Linked DNA regions of Rattus norvegicus: region 2 is linked to region 1. Evidence: chromatin contacts called from public Hi-C data. All regions are on one chromosome and are shown on one strand. The core of a region is the stretch at or near the end of the contact, and the rest is flanking DNA. Distances in the headings are between cores, read along the strand shown.

Region 1 (3,741 bases), core at 513-3,012:
CGTATGAATTGTGTATAACTCAGGGAAGCTATGTGCAAAGTTGTAGACTAAACTTGTTATACTGTCAAGAATTTTTATCCCACAAGAGGAAAACATTTATGAGATTCAAATTGTTATCACCAGAGTCATAGATATGAATAATTCTAGCATTTCCGAAGATTCGTCCTTAGATTAGAAACCAGGCAATCTTCTATTGACTTGTGCTCCCTGCTTCCTTGACTCCAGACCCATCTTTCATTTCCACTGCCTCCCCTTCTACAGTGATCTTGTCCAGTATAAATCTGGTTTTGCTATCTGACCTCTGCCTTAGTGCTTTTTGTAATGGATCCCACCCACTTCCAAGTCAAGTATAAAGTCTGAAACAGAGTGAAAAAATAACCCTCACCTCATCCATTCACTGCCCTGCAATTTTGGTGACCATCATTCCACAATCATTGCAGCTGAGGGTCAGAACTTAGGTTTTAATAGGCTGCAGGACCAGAGAATCATCATTATTACTATTTTTAAAAATACTTGTATTCTGGGGTTCACAGAGAAAATCAGTGAACACCTTTATTACAACAGTACTGATAATATATTAATAATTATTCCATATTTGTGTTTTAAATTAGCTTAAATTTTAAGGATTTGGTGACAACAGCTCTAAGAGGTAGGTTCTATTTCTATCCTTTTGATGGATCAGGGAGCCTAGGATCAAGAAATTCAAATAAATATTCTCGAAGGGAAAAATCCAAGTTGCAAAGCCTGCTATTTAGACTTCATAAGCTATCCTCTTAACCTTGCTTGTATGTACCCTTGAGTAAACTGCAGATTCACAGGCCCATCATCTGCAGCTAGAGGATTTCCTACATACAGCGGTAAATATTTGAGAACGGCTAGTACATGACTGCCCTCTAGTGGTCATACTCTACTGTTACACCATTTGAGATTATAGTACAATATTTACATAATCTCCCCCTTATTTTTCCTCCTTTCCAATCCTCCCATGCATGAGCCAGACTTTGTGATGTGTGTGTTCTACAGCTGTAGTAAGATAAATTAAATTAGTTATAGTGACTGACCCTTTAAATGATCTTCAATTCAAATTTGTTACTAGTATATGAATAGTATCAGATGACTGTCATCAATCCTCATTTAATCCTGGAAATTAAATTCCATTAAAGATTTAAATTACATTTAATTAACTAATCAATCGATCAACTAATTAACTAATTAGTGTTTATATGCACATGTGCATGTTTGCATCAAAGCACTTGCGGAGGTCAGAAGCAACCTTTTGCCAGTCAGTTCTCTCCTCCTACCTAGTGGGTTCCCAGGATCAAAATTAGGACATTCATCAGGTTTTGGAGCAAGCGCTTGAACCCAATGAGCCATCCCTTCAGCTCAAAATTTAATTTCATTGCTGGAAGTCTGCATCCCAACTTGCAAGAGGGCAAACACCACGGGTACCATGCCGGAAGCAGTCTGATCACAGTTACAGGGGATTTCCTGCCCCAGGACCTGCTCAGTTCATTACACAACGGGAGTAATTTTGGATTTGTGTTCTTCATCATTTCCCCTTGTCCTTTTTATACGAAAGGGTGGAAGGATGAGAATTTTTTAACCGTTCGGTGATACGTGTGTAATCTCCCTGTTTCCATATTAGATTGTTACTTATTTCCGAACAGGAAGTGACGTGTAACTCGTGTCAGAATGGGGCCCCGTGCAGATAGTCCAAAGTCCCCAAGGACAGAGGTTTGTTCTTTCTGATGCAACTGTCAATGATGCAATGATCTGGGGGTGCAGAGCGCTGCTCTATCTCGTCTCTCAGACTACTCATTTCAAAGAAGAATAGGTTCAAAGTAGCTGATCTAATTCCTGCCTTATGTCTGTATCCTGGCTGCAGAGGAAAGGCCAAAGAGGAGAGCCTCCCTTCCTTTAAAGGCTAAACCCAGGTACACATGTGTGCATGCACACACACACACACACACACACACACACACACACACACACACACACACCCTTCACATTGTAATTTGGTCAGAAGCTTCAAGAGAAATTGAGGGTGGTGATTTCTTGTGAGGAAGCCATGTCTGTATTAAAACCTGGAGTGTTATTGTTAAAGAAAAAAGAAAAGAATAGATTTTGGGTGGAAACTAGCTCTTTTGCTTCATTTATTTGAACAACTTTTTCTTCCTTCGTTCGTTCGTTCGTTCTTTCCTTCCTTCCTTCTTTTCCTTTTCCTTTGGGGGCTGGAGAAGAGATGGAGATAGGGCTTCTTCATGTAGGCCTGGCCATCCTGAAACTCACTCTGCAGACCAGACTGTCCTTAGACTCAAGAGATCCTCCTGCTTCAGCTCCCCAAGGGCTGGGATTAAAGGTATGCACCACTACCACCCTGCTACCCTGGCTACTTGGACAACTTTTCTATATATTCAAGTCTAATTATTCATAGAAGTTACTGTAAAACATCCCATGTTTGAATAACTCGTTAATAACGTATTATAATTCTTGTAGAAGTGCTTCTGGTTGTGTTGAAAAACATGGTTTTTTTTTTCTTCTTCATGGTTCTTCTTGGTAGGAAGATAGCTATTTATCCCGATTTATCTATTTCAACTTTCCCGATTACATAGTTCAAACGTCAGTTGTACACCTTTGCCTTTTTGTGTAAAGCATGAACTTCAAGTCACCTCCTTGGCCCACAATCACTAGGCAGATCACAATGTTCTTAGTGGTCACTGGTCAGTCGTGTTACTTTCTCAGTCTGTGAGCTATATTCTCAGGGTGCAAAGTGTGTGTTTTATAAATGCACCCATGTGGCATTTTTATAAAATGGACCTGTGTGGCATTTTATAAAAATGAATGATTAAAAAGGGAATTATTTAACATGGGTGACTGTTAAGGAAGGGAAGAGAAACTGAGTGGTAACCCTGGAAATGAGATTTCGGCAAATTTAAGTGGGATTACAGGAGAAACTACTGACCCAGGGATAACACCACGATACCTTTGAGACATCTATTTGAGATCAAGAAAGTTATTAGTCAAAGTTTGACAGGACAGCATACATTTATTAAGAAAGAGGTAGGGGTTGGGGATTTAGCTCAGTGGTAGAGCGCTTGCCTAGCAAGAGCAAGGCCCTGGGTTCGGTCCCCAGCTCCGAAAAAAAGAAAAGAAGAAAAAAAAAAGAGAGAGAGGTAGATGGGCAAGAGAGAGAGGGGTTTATGTGTTCCTTTTAAGGATGCTGGAATCTGGCAAATCTCAAATCTGTATTGTAGATCATCGGGAGACGTTTGATAGTTTTTGCTGGTAAAATTTGATCTCTCTCTCTCTCTTCCTACCTCCCTCCCCTCCCCCCTTCCCCTCCCTCTCCCTCTCCTCCTCTCTCTCTCAGTTTCTCAAGACAGGGTTTTCTATGTAATAGCCCTGGCTATCCTGGACTTGCTTTGTAGACCGGGTTGGCCTTGAACTCACAGAGAGCCACCTGCCTCTGCCTCCCAAGTGCTGGGAGTAAAGGGGTGTGCCGCCAAGCCCAGCTGCAAAGACTCTTGTTGCCGAGGGAGCTCATCCATTATTCTATTTGAGTTTTCAAGTACTGGCTTGGGTTTATACATACCTAGGAAGGCAGAATGTCCACCAATACAAATTTGTTTCATGTGCAACTACCCTTATATAAACATACAGAAAAATGTTTGACAAAATATCTAGGAAATGTGTCTCACTATATATGATACATCAAACTTACTTCCTTAAGAACTTACAGAA
Region 2 (3,680 bases), core at 817-3,316, 170 kb before region 1:
TCAGTGTACATTTTGTTTCGAAGTCATGAAGCAAAAAAGCACAGATGTTGAACTTGTACAAAAACATTTAAGAATGTGTAGGGCACATGATGCAGTTGTCCCCTTTCAGGTGGGAACACAGTAAACCATTTGCTGTTTCATTTTTATTCATGCTCAGAAGGCAACGTGGACTTTTCTTTAAGACACATACCCGTTGGAAGCTTTAAGAGACTCTTGAAGTCATTTTCCCAAAGAAGCCTGCTATTTTGTCTAACTGTGTCCCAGAACTGTGTAAGAACAAGGTGAGGCCATGTTTGCTGATATGATGCACATTGTGAGACTTGACTCCTATTGCCACTGTGCTCCCCTTGAACTCTACCAATGGTTTCCAGAAAAGACTTTTATGTGTTTTTCCTTTGCAGATAGAGCTGAGCCTGATTCAAATGATTTTTTTTCTGGTTTTGTACTTTTTCTTTAGCTTTTGTATTATAGATTATCTTCAGTTCTTAGTCACTTACATGTCTGGTAAATCTTTGGAAGACAATCAAGTAAAATGTGAAAGTCCACTTTTGACCAAACCCCTTGGTTATATTGTTTTGCTTTAATTCTTTGCTTGAAAAATATTCAATACTTAAGTCACTGTGGCTTACTGGGTTTTTCTTTTCCTGATAACACGATTGACTATAGAAATAGAGAGACGGCAGTGTGGCAAGTACAGCCTTTGGAGGTTTCAGAAAATTACACTAACTTGGCTGTCACTTGATCCTTGGAACCAGCACAGAGAGTGTGAATTCTGGTTGGCATCTTTATGAGATGCTGTTTGTACATCACAGTATTCCTGTTGAGGGTAACAGGACTAGCCCAGTTATTTTATTCATGTTTCACTGTTTGCACTTTCCATTGAACAATGGGTTGATTCACGTAGAGAACGTATATAGTCCTTACAGTTACTGTGTGTTCTATGTGTCTGCTTCTTCTCCCCCTGCCCTAGGGCGGGAGCATTAAGTGGTTGTAGCCACAAAGCTGCGGCAAGGAAAAGTCAGAGCTTCCATGCCTTGGCTCTCTATATTGTCACCTGAAGAGCAGCAAAGGGGAGGGGAAAAACAAGGCAGACAAGACCACTAGAGAGAACCCAGAGATTATGGGGGCACTGGAGGTTCCAAATCCTCCATGGAGAACTGACAGGGCTCTGTAAAAAGAAGTCGTTAATTCTGTTGGGTTGAACTTGAAAGTCCTCGAACTGCAAAAATCTAGGGAGTTGGATGGTTATAGGGTATCTAGGTTAACTGTGGCACCAATCTCAATTAGACCAATTTGTGTGTAGTCTCTCTCATTTTTGGCACTGGGAATGGTGAAAATAAAATGTATTGAAATACAGAAGTGAAAATAGCTCGAGTGTCAGTGATATTCTCCCAGAATGTATTTTTCTTACCTCGGCATGTACTGTAGTCACTTGATATTTGTATATGTTGCTAGAATTTAGGCTGTTGAAATAGTGAGATTCTAATGTGTTTTTAATAAATTATATATGTATATATATGTGTGTGTGTGTGTGTGTGTGTCTTGCTCAGATTATCTGGGTTAAATAAAACAACCTTGACATCATAGTCCAGAAAATGCCAAATTCCTCAATGTTGACAACAGTCCCATTTTATGACCAATATTAGAGTGGGCATAGCATCATTTCAAAATACTCGAACTAGTTTTTCCTCCCCTGGTCCCCCTCCCACCATCCCTGTTGCCAGCTCCACGATCCTCAAGCCTGCCTTATTATGGAAGTGAGTCTGGGCAGCCCAGCTCTGTGTGGCCATGGAGTAAGGGGGAAACACCCATAGGCATGTAGTCAGCTAGTACCAGCGCCCCTTGCCCCTCCAGTGAGGTAGCTGAACACTGACAGCATGAGCTACCCTCCAATCCCTCCTACCTACAAGCCGGCTTCAGTATCTCATTGATTCTGACATTTCATTCTATACTCTTTAGGGAGGAGGCCAGTAACACCAGCAGTTCCAGTAACACTTCCTGTTCACTCTCCTCCTCCCATTCTACCCCCAGTAGCCTTTGGTTGTGTGTACTAAAGGTCGAAAGGTGGAACTTTGCCTCACAAGCTACCGTTTGTTTACGTTTCATCAGACTTTTCTCTCATGTACCTGAATGACCTACTGAATGTTTCACTGAAGGCAAAATTTAATCATGCGAAATATGACATTTTCCCTTGCAAATAAACAAAAAAAAAATCTTAAGGTTTTATTTGCATTGTTTTACTGTTCTAATTTTCTTCAAATAAACATTTAAGTTTTCTTGAACAGTTAACACTGACACACACCCTTCATCCAACAGAAAGGCTCACCTCTGAGTTCAAATCCAACCTAGACTACATTGGAGTTTCTAGGCCATCCAGAGCTATATAGACCCTGTCTTAAAAAAAAAACTTCTTAATTTTAAGAAACGATGCTGTAGGGTGCAATGGCACATGGCTGTAATCCCAGAACTTGGAAAGCTGAGGCAAGAAGACAAGTTCAAGGCCTGCATGGGCTACATAGTAAGAACCTGCTTCCCCACACCAAAGTCTCAGGATGCATCGTGTGAGAGTGCTTTTCTAACATGGACAAGGCTACCTTTACTCCCTAACAGGAAATTATTACTGCTTTAATTAATTGCAGAGGAAACTTAATTAAACCGCTATGGATACCATGGACTTCCACAACCAGGCAATTCTGGTTTCCTGCCCCTGGTTCCTGTCACATGCCTGGGAGTAACCAATCTTAATAAGCATCTCAAAATGATATGTGACTGTCAGAATAAGTGAAGTCAGTTAAATCGCCTAGAACTCTTAAGATGAAGAAACTTTGAAAAGGTATTTTAAAACCCCTCAGAACACTAAAGATCATATTTAAAAACAACATGATCAAAACATGATCATTACATATTTCCCTGATATCTTAACTAAAAATCTTAGTTTTTCATAAATATATTCACAGAAATGTAGCTGATGGTTACAAATCACCAGGCAGCAACAGACCTAATATACACAATTATTTGATAAGTTCATTCAATATATTTAAAAATAAACTAAAATTTGCAGTACAAAAATAAAACTAATACTGTTTAGCGTCGTCTTTTGAGTCTATACGGTCAATTTTGAGTCAAGTTGATCACCATTTTTTTCTTTATAAGGTTCTTTAGAAAGAGCTGTTCTGCAGTCAGATTGTGATACGCATTCTGAAAAAGAAAATGAAATAGTTTTGTCATCGATCCTACTCTCCAGACATTATCAAAGTAAGATACTCTAATACTCTGCATGGTACAAATTTCCCATAATAAGCGCAGATGTTAGTGACAAGTTACATGGACCCTGCTTGCTCGTTTTTGCTCGAGAGTGTCCCCAAATATCACTTTCCATCTGAGTTGTTCAGAGACTAAAAATTTAAGTCAGATAGCACCTGGAACTGGGTTTCAAAAGTTGGCCTGGAGATAAGAGCCCATAAAACCTAGGTTGGTGGGTTTCTATCAGGATTTCTTTTAGCCCAGGTCGCTCACACCTCTGTGTAATAGGACGTTAAACTCCAGATCCTCCTGCCTCCACCTTTAAAACAACACTTCTGAGCCTGCCATGGTTTTCCAATGCTTATCCTTCCAGCTGTGTCACAGGGTGGGGACTCGGGAGGATCATAAGTAGAGGACAACCTGGATTACAGGGAAGA

What was found. A called contact is a pair of places that touch in the nucleus more often than the background predicts.
Region 2: a Hi-C map of hepatocytes shows a contact between it and region 1, with 7 times the contacts expected there. The contact joins two enhancer-like sites. A contact is called at or near these places in 12 of 12 Hi-C or Micro-C datasets (the A7r5 cell line, the Rat2 cell line, Schwann cells and 7 more) and 1 of 1 datasets of contacts at active chromatin or transcription factors (oligodendrocytes).

What each region holds. Positions count from the first base shown.
Region 1 is chr11:55,419,327-55,423,067 of GRCr8, reverse strand. No RefSeq gene overlaps it. Among named protein-coding and RNA genes, the nearest start is that of Cpox, 5.4 kb to the right of the region's middle. Within about 2 kb of position 1,762, at least 6 of the 93 cell types and tissues checked have an H3K27ac peak or open chromatin away from gene starts, as enhancers often do. A contact at or near this core is called in hepatocytes, where this site is marked.
Region 2 is chr11:55,589,492-55,593,171 of GRCr8, reverse strand. St3gal6 (ST3 beta-galactoside alpha-2,3-sialyltransferase 6) reads right to left here. Exons shown (of 10, transcript NM_207602.2): 10 at 2,222-3,198. The coding sequence ends at 3,112. Among named protein-coding and RNA genes, the nearest start is that of St3gal6, 45 kb to the right of the region's middle. Within about 2 kb of position 2,066, at least 1 of the 93 cell types and tissues checked has an H3K27ac peak or open chromatin away from gene starts, as enhancers often do. A contact at or near this core is called in hepatocytes, where this site is marked.